2 separate regions of the Nothobranchius furzeri genome follow, and region 1 is linked to region 2. Evidence: chromatin contacts called from public Micro-C data. All regions are on one chromosome and are shown on one strand. The core of a region is the stretch at or near the end of the contact, and the rest is flanking DNA. Distances in the headings are between cores, read along the strand shown.

What was found. A called contact is a pair of places that touch in the nucleus more often than the background predicts.
Region 1: a contact with region 2 is called in a Micro-C map of tail fin, with 3 times the contacts expected there. The contact joins the promoter of LOC107376557 here to the enhancer-like site in region 2. A contact is called at or near these places in 2 of 2 Hi-C or Micro-C datasets (skeletal muscle and tail fin).

The regions. Positions count from the first base shown.
Region 1 is chr12:55,524,408-55,527,107 of NfurGRZ-RIMD1, forward strand. It overlaps LOC107376557 (target of myb1 like 2 membrane trafficking protein), which reads right to left and starts at 1,284. Exons shown (of 14, transcript XM_070542721.1): 1 at 1,127-1,284. The coding sequence starts at 1,178. It overlaps drc3 (dynein regulatory complex subunit 3), which reads left to right. Exons shown (of 13, transcript XM_054750535.2): 1 at 1-349; 2 at 2,103-2,254; 3 at 2,337-2,453; 4 at 2,535-2,700. The coding sequence starts at 2,113.
Region 2 is chr12:55,483,623-55,486,322 of NfurGRZ-RIMD1, forward strand. srebf1 (sterol regulatory element binding transcription factor 1) reads right to left here. Exons shown (of 19, transcript XM_015945703.3): 17 at 2,421-2,645; 18 at 1,910-2,021; 19 at 480-1,781. The coding sequence ends at 1,561. Among protein-coding and RNA genes, the nearest start is that of srebf1, 19 kb to the right of the region's middle. Within about 2 kb of position 1,334, at least 2 of the 3 cell types and tissues checked have an H3K27ac peak or open chromatin away from gene starts, as enhancers often do. A contact at or near this core is called in tail fin, where this site is marked.

The sequences.
Region 1 (2,700 bases), core at 34-2,533, 41 kb after region 2:
GACGAAAGGAGAGAGGAAGACAGAATCAAACAAACTGTAAAATGTGCAAGAATGGCCCCAAGTAATTAAAGCTGTGCAGACAAGTTAAAAGCAATAATTCATTATGGTGTGGCGTCACCTCCCTTCTAGATCCTGGTACACTGACACAACGGTGGTGATCACGTGGCTTTAATAGTGCCAAGCTGCACCAAGCACTTGCCAACAAAAGCTGCAAAGTCCCTCTCTGAGCCATCTCTCTTCATTATGGTCTTTCAAGCCTCATCCTTCCATTATTTAACTTGTCAGCACCACCGGTCGGCACCTGTGTTTTCTATAGTATTTAGTGACTTCCCTTCATCTACTTGTTTCAGTAAGTTAAACTCTTGTTAGTCATATTATGAAGCGTCTCCTTTCTTTAAGCCAGGTGAAATGATGACTTGTCCTCTCCGTTGAAGAGTACAAATTACTATCAGGGCAACAGAAATCTGATTAAATAAAGCCTCAGCCTGGAGAGGATGAACTGCAGAGATCTAGAGACAACTCTAGGAAATGCTGAAGACGAGCAATAACACTGTTACTGAAAGAAAAGTGAAAATAAAGTCAATTCAAAGCCTTTCTGATTATGGTTCATGTAAAAAAAATAGGTCGTTTCCATCATTTGCATAAATGATCGATCAGACACTGGTAACAACTGACCTAATCTAAGGTTGTGCTAACTGATGAAGTCACAACAAATGAATGTGTTAGACTCACACATGCTTTGTTTCATATCTGCTGGACAAGAACGTGAAGGTTTCTAGCTCAGGACAACAAGGCTGACCAAGGAATCTGGCCATCTATCGTTCAGGGACTGACAGCAACATTAGCGTAATCTCAGAGCCACACTTTTTATTTAAAAACACACACCCTGGAAAGTTTTAAGACAAACAAACGCATAGAGCTTTTGTGAGTGACTGTTAGCGGCGGACGAAAGTTATCTAGAGGTGCTAGCTAACACATTAGCTGGGAGCTCATTCCACGCAGATGACGTTTGCTAGAAAAGATGCCAGCCAGCTCGCTTTTTCCGCTCATACGAAGAGTACGTTTAAAAATATGCTCTAAAGAGAAAGCGCCACATAATTTGGCAAAACATTGACGAATGGCGTACCTATGCATTGGCCAACAGGAGTGCTGTAAGGATTTCCAAGTAAAAAGTCCATTTTGACAACAAACGATCCGCTTGGGAATGACAGGGGCTGAGGCCCAGAGGCCGCGGCGGTACCTGTAGGCCCCGCCTACACAAAGACCCTATTGGACGAAAAACGCAAAGCTTCAATTCAATTGGTTAAAATTATTGTCAGTCATAATTGGTATCCTAAAGCTCTGGTCAACAAAGTTTTCCAAGCTATATTAGAACAAAACGCGTTTTTCTCTACGAAATCTCATTTTGCTCCTTCTTTTTTTTAAATAATCCTTTCACCGGTTTAAAGTTAAACAATTTGCCAAAGCGTTAAAATTATGAAAATCAATTATTTTCGTAAATAAAACGACAAGAGAATCGTAATATTTTAGCGAGTACTGGTCTTTTAAAACATGTTAACTGAAATTAAATGTACATAAAGTCATTGTTGATAACTAAGTTTAGTTTTAAGTTGTGTTAATGTCGCAATCAAACCTACATAATAGTGGAACAGGTTGATGTTTTATTTTAACACTTTGTCTTAGACGTACCTGAACGCATCTGAAACGCTACTTGTTGCTAAGTAACAAGTAACAAGGCGTACTGTCCGTGTAATCCGTTGGTCTAAACGTTTATTTACCCACTATACCTATAAAAAAGAGCGGTGACTACGTTTTTTAGTTGTCAGTGGTGAGTATTATTGTTAAAATATTCGATTCTCACACAAGCTGGGGAAGCGCGGAGGGGAAAATGAAGGATCAGTACCTCGTTATTACGTATTAACAAGAAACTTTCTTGTAATAACGTGTTTAATATCTCGTAAGACGTTTCCGTATACGCTACTGTTAGAGCCAGTCCTTTACACATCGTCCAATATTTATGATAATTTTAACTGAACAAATTTAACTTAACACAATAACTTAGGGTGTAAATTAAAGCCCAGTGTGTGTTTATTTCCAAACAGGATAAACGTGATGAATTCACAGCCCACTCTGATGAACACGCGAATGCTGATGGATGCAACAAGGGATGAAGCCCTAAACATCAAGAAACTTTGTGGAGGCAAACAAACTGTTGACATGAGTGATATCAGTCAGTTACACTTGAACCTGAAAAGTGAGAACAGATCATTTGAATCGACTAATCGATCAATGCGAGGTGTTTGTGTCTGGTTATGTGTGAGCTGATTTGTTTACAGACATCCTGAAGATTGACATTCTACACGACTTCACATCTCTGGTCAAACTTGACCTGTTTCACAACCTGATAGAGAAGATCGAGGGCCTGGACAGCCTCTATAATCTCACCTGGCTCAGTGAGGAATCTTGTCATGAATGTGTGTACACTGGTAAGAATCTGATCAGTGGAATGCTCACGTTTAGATTCTTTCTTTTAGATCTGTCCTACAATAAAATCACAAAAATTGAAGGCCTGGATGGTTTGAAAAAGCTTGAAGTGCTGAATTTATCCAACAACAATATCTCTCGCTTGGAGAACATGGATGCACTACAGAACCTGAGTCACTTCCTCGTTGCAAACAACCTCATCAAAGACCTGGACAA
Region 2 (2,700 bases), core at 84-2,583:
AAAATGTTTAACCCTCCCACTGTCCTAATGGGTGACCCCACGAGGAAAGTTGACCATTGAGCAGGGTTGATGGTTTATCCCTTGAGGTCCATGTGGCAGGGGTGAGGTGGTGCTCACTCCTCATTGAGGAGGACCGTGGGAGGGTTAAGCTAATTGTTTTCCAAATTTGCCGTTGCAGCTATAGGCTGGCAGGTTCTGTTTTTATTTGTCATATCTTCTAGTAAAAACACTGTAGAAACATCTAAATTCGTGTGTTGCTACCAGAAGCTCTCGCTGTTCACTTTTACAATTCAGTCTGCGCCTGCCAGTCGATGTCACCAGAAAGTAAGCAACACAGGTGTTTGGTTACCATGACAACTCTAACGATTCACTGGAAGAATTTTCAACTTTTTTTCTCTGTTGAAAAGACACTAATTACATTAATTAAACAATGAAACTGAAACATAGTCCTTTATAAATATATTTTTGTACGTCACCAAAACCTTGAACATACTTTTATTTCTCTTTTGGCATCAACACACATTACCAATAAAAATAAAAGCATTACAGTAGAACCTCTTTACAAAATGATTTCATATTTACATGATAGGGATGAAACCGAGTAACAAGAGACAAGAACAATGAGTTACAGGAAATGTACTTTAAGACAGTGGCAGCTCCACGGTTCGCACAAATCATGTTAGTGAACGGTTATAAATATTTTTACAATCCATAAAAAAAATGTGGTTCTCGAAGAACAAGAAACTGTAACGGCTTAAAGATCTAACAGGGCATCGTTTAGTACTTTCAGAGGTGTTAAAGACGAATGCTCCTTCTTTAGATATCATAGTTGGATCAACACCCAAACGCTGAGAGCCTAATAATCTGATGATGTCACAGTTTTGACATGTATTTGATACAATACTGTAATGCTGTCTAAGAATACCAGAGAGCTGCTTATCAAAACTATCTGCCAAATCAAAGTTCTGTCAGATTATAAATACATTAGAAAATATGTACAAGGCAAAACAAATACACAATCTCTATGAAAATACCTTCATAAAGCCATATTGTCATTATTTTAGCTCATTAAAAGCAGCCATACAGGCGTAGTGCAGACAAAGCAAGGGGATCATTAGTCTTTTCTTTCAGATTTAAATCCTGTGCAGCGGATGGCTACTACAACCAGCTCCAAAAGCCGATCCTGAACAAAAGTTTGGTTGTTTTTCTCCCACAGATAAAGAGACGCTGCACCCTGTAGACAACAGAGCAGCCAGACACACACACACACACACACACCGAGGCTCGGTGGGAGGTGGAGCTCTGTGAAGGACTGCAGGGCAAACATCTCTTTGCTGCGTCATCATCCACCTCAGGGATAAGTTGGCTCCTCCTTGTGGTCAATGTGTGACAGTGAAGCACCCAACAGAGCGAAGACTGTAAGTGCATTCTGGTGTGTGGGTCACGCCAGCCTGTGGAAGGGATCCAAATAAAAACAGCTGGTTTTGTTTAGGTCTGTGTGCGCTTTCATTTAGAGCGGATGATTCTACAGGACATGCGAGTCCCAGCCTTCCCTTTGCTCTAGGTGTTGGTGACGGTGGTGCCACTGCCCAGTTTGATGATCATCTGCTGGCAGTCGTGAAGGGTCCTCTTGTCTCCCAGCTTCTCCAGGGTGCGTGCTGCGTCAGCCAGCATGCCCACCCGTTGGCCCGGAGCTGACAGAAAGGAGGGAGGAAGGTAGCGACACGCCAGCATCACAGCCTCAGCCTGCTCCCTCTGGCCGGGCCGCGCCTCGCACTCTTCTGCAACGCAAACAAAAAACACTCCATCAGAAGCTTCTCTTGTACACACAGGTTCTGTTTATTCTTGAGCAAGCAGACAAAATCAGCCTGATATAACAAAAAAAAAGCTTCAAATGGCAAATCGTCACCTGTCTTGGCTCCTGGCGTTGTTCTGCGTCGCAGCGAGCGATCCAGAAGTTGGTGAGTTCTGGTGGGACTGGCCCCGGCCATCAGCCTGGCTGTGGCTTCATGAAGAAACAACTGGAAGGAGAGAAGAGCGGTGTGAGGAGGGGGGGTGGGGTGGGGGGGTGAGTGATGATGACTCACACCTAATGTTCAGCTCTTCCTCAGAGAGACTTAAAACGCTCTGAGTACACATCAGCCTCAGGGTGTGTGTGTGTGTGTGTGTGTGTGTGTGTGTGTGTGTGTGTGTGTGTGTGTGTGTGTGTGTGTGTGTGTGTGTGTGCGTGCGTGTGCGTGCGAGTGTGTGTGTGTGCGTGTGAAGAAGATTCTTTTTAGCTCTTCCAGCAGAAAGCTTCCTTTCATTTGTGCCTCTTACAGAGCCGAGTCTCGAGTCGTCCCTCGCCTATCCACCTGGTTTCTAAAGCTGATCTTTTTGAACTTCAGTACGAAATCTAAAAACGTCAAAGTTTGACCTACTCGTCTCATAGCTGGCCTGAAGCTCTGTGCCAGCTTGCGTAGAGAGCTGAGATCTTGCTGAAAGCCCTGAAGTTCTGGTGGAGATGCCTGGTGATGGCCGGCAGGGACACTAGTGCCCACTGGCACAGGTCCTGCAGGACCCGTAGGGCACGCCCCCTGCTGCTGCACACGCCAGATGTTTGTCCTCAAAACCAACAGCAGGTCACACACCAGCAATTGCACAACCTATGGAAGAATGAGCAGGAGAAGATGGTGAACATGAGGCTTTAGGTTCTGGAGG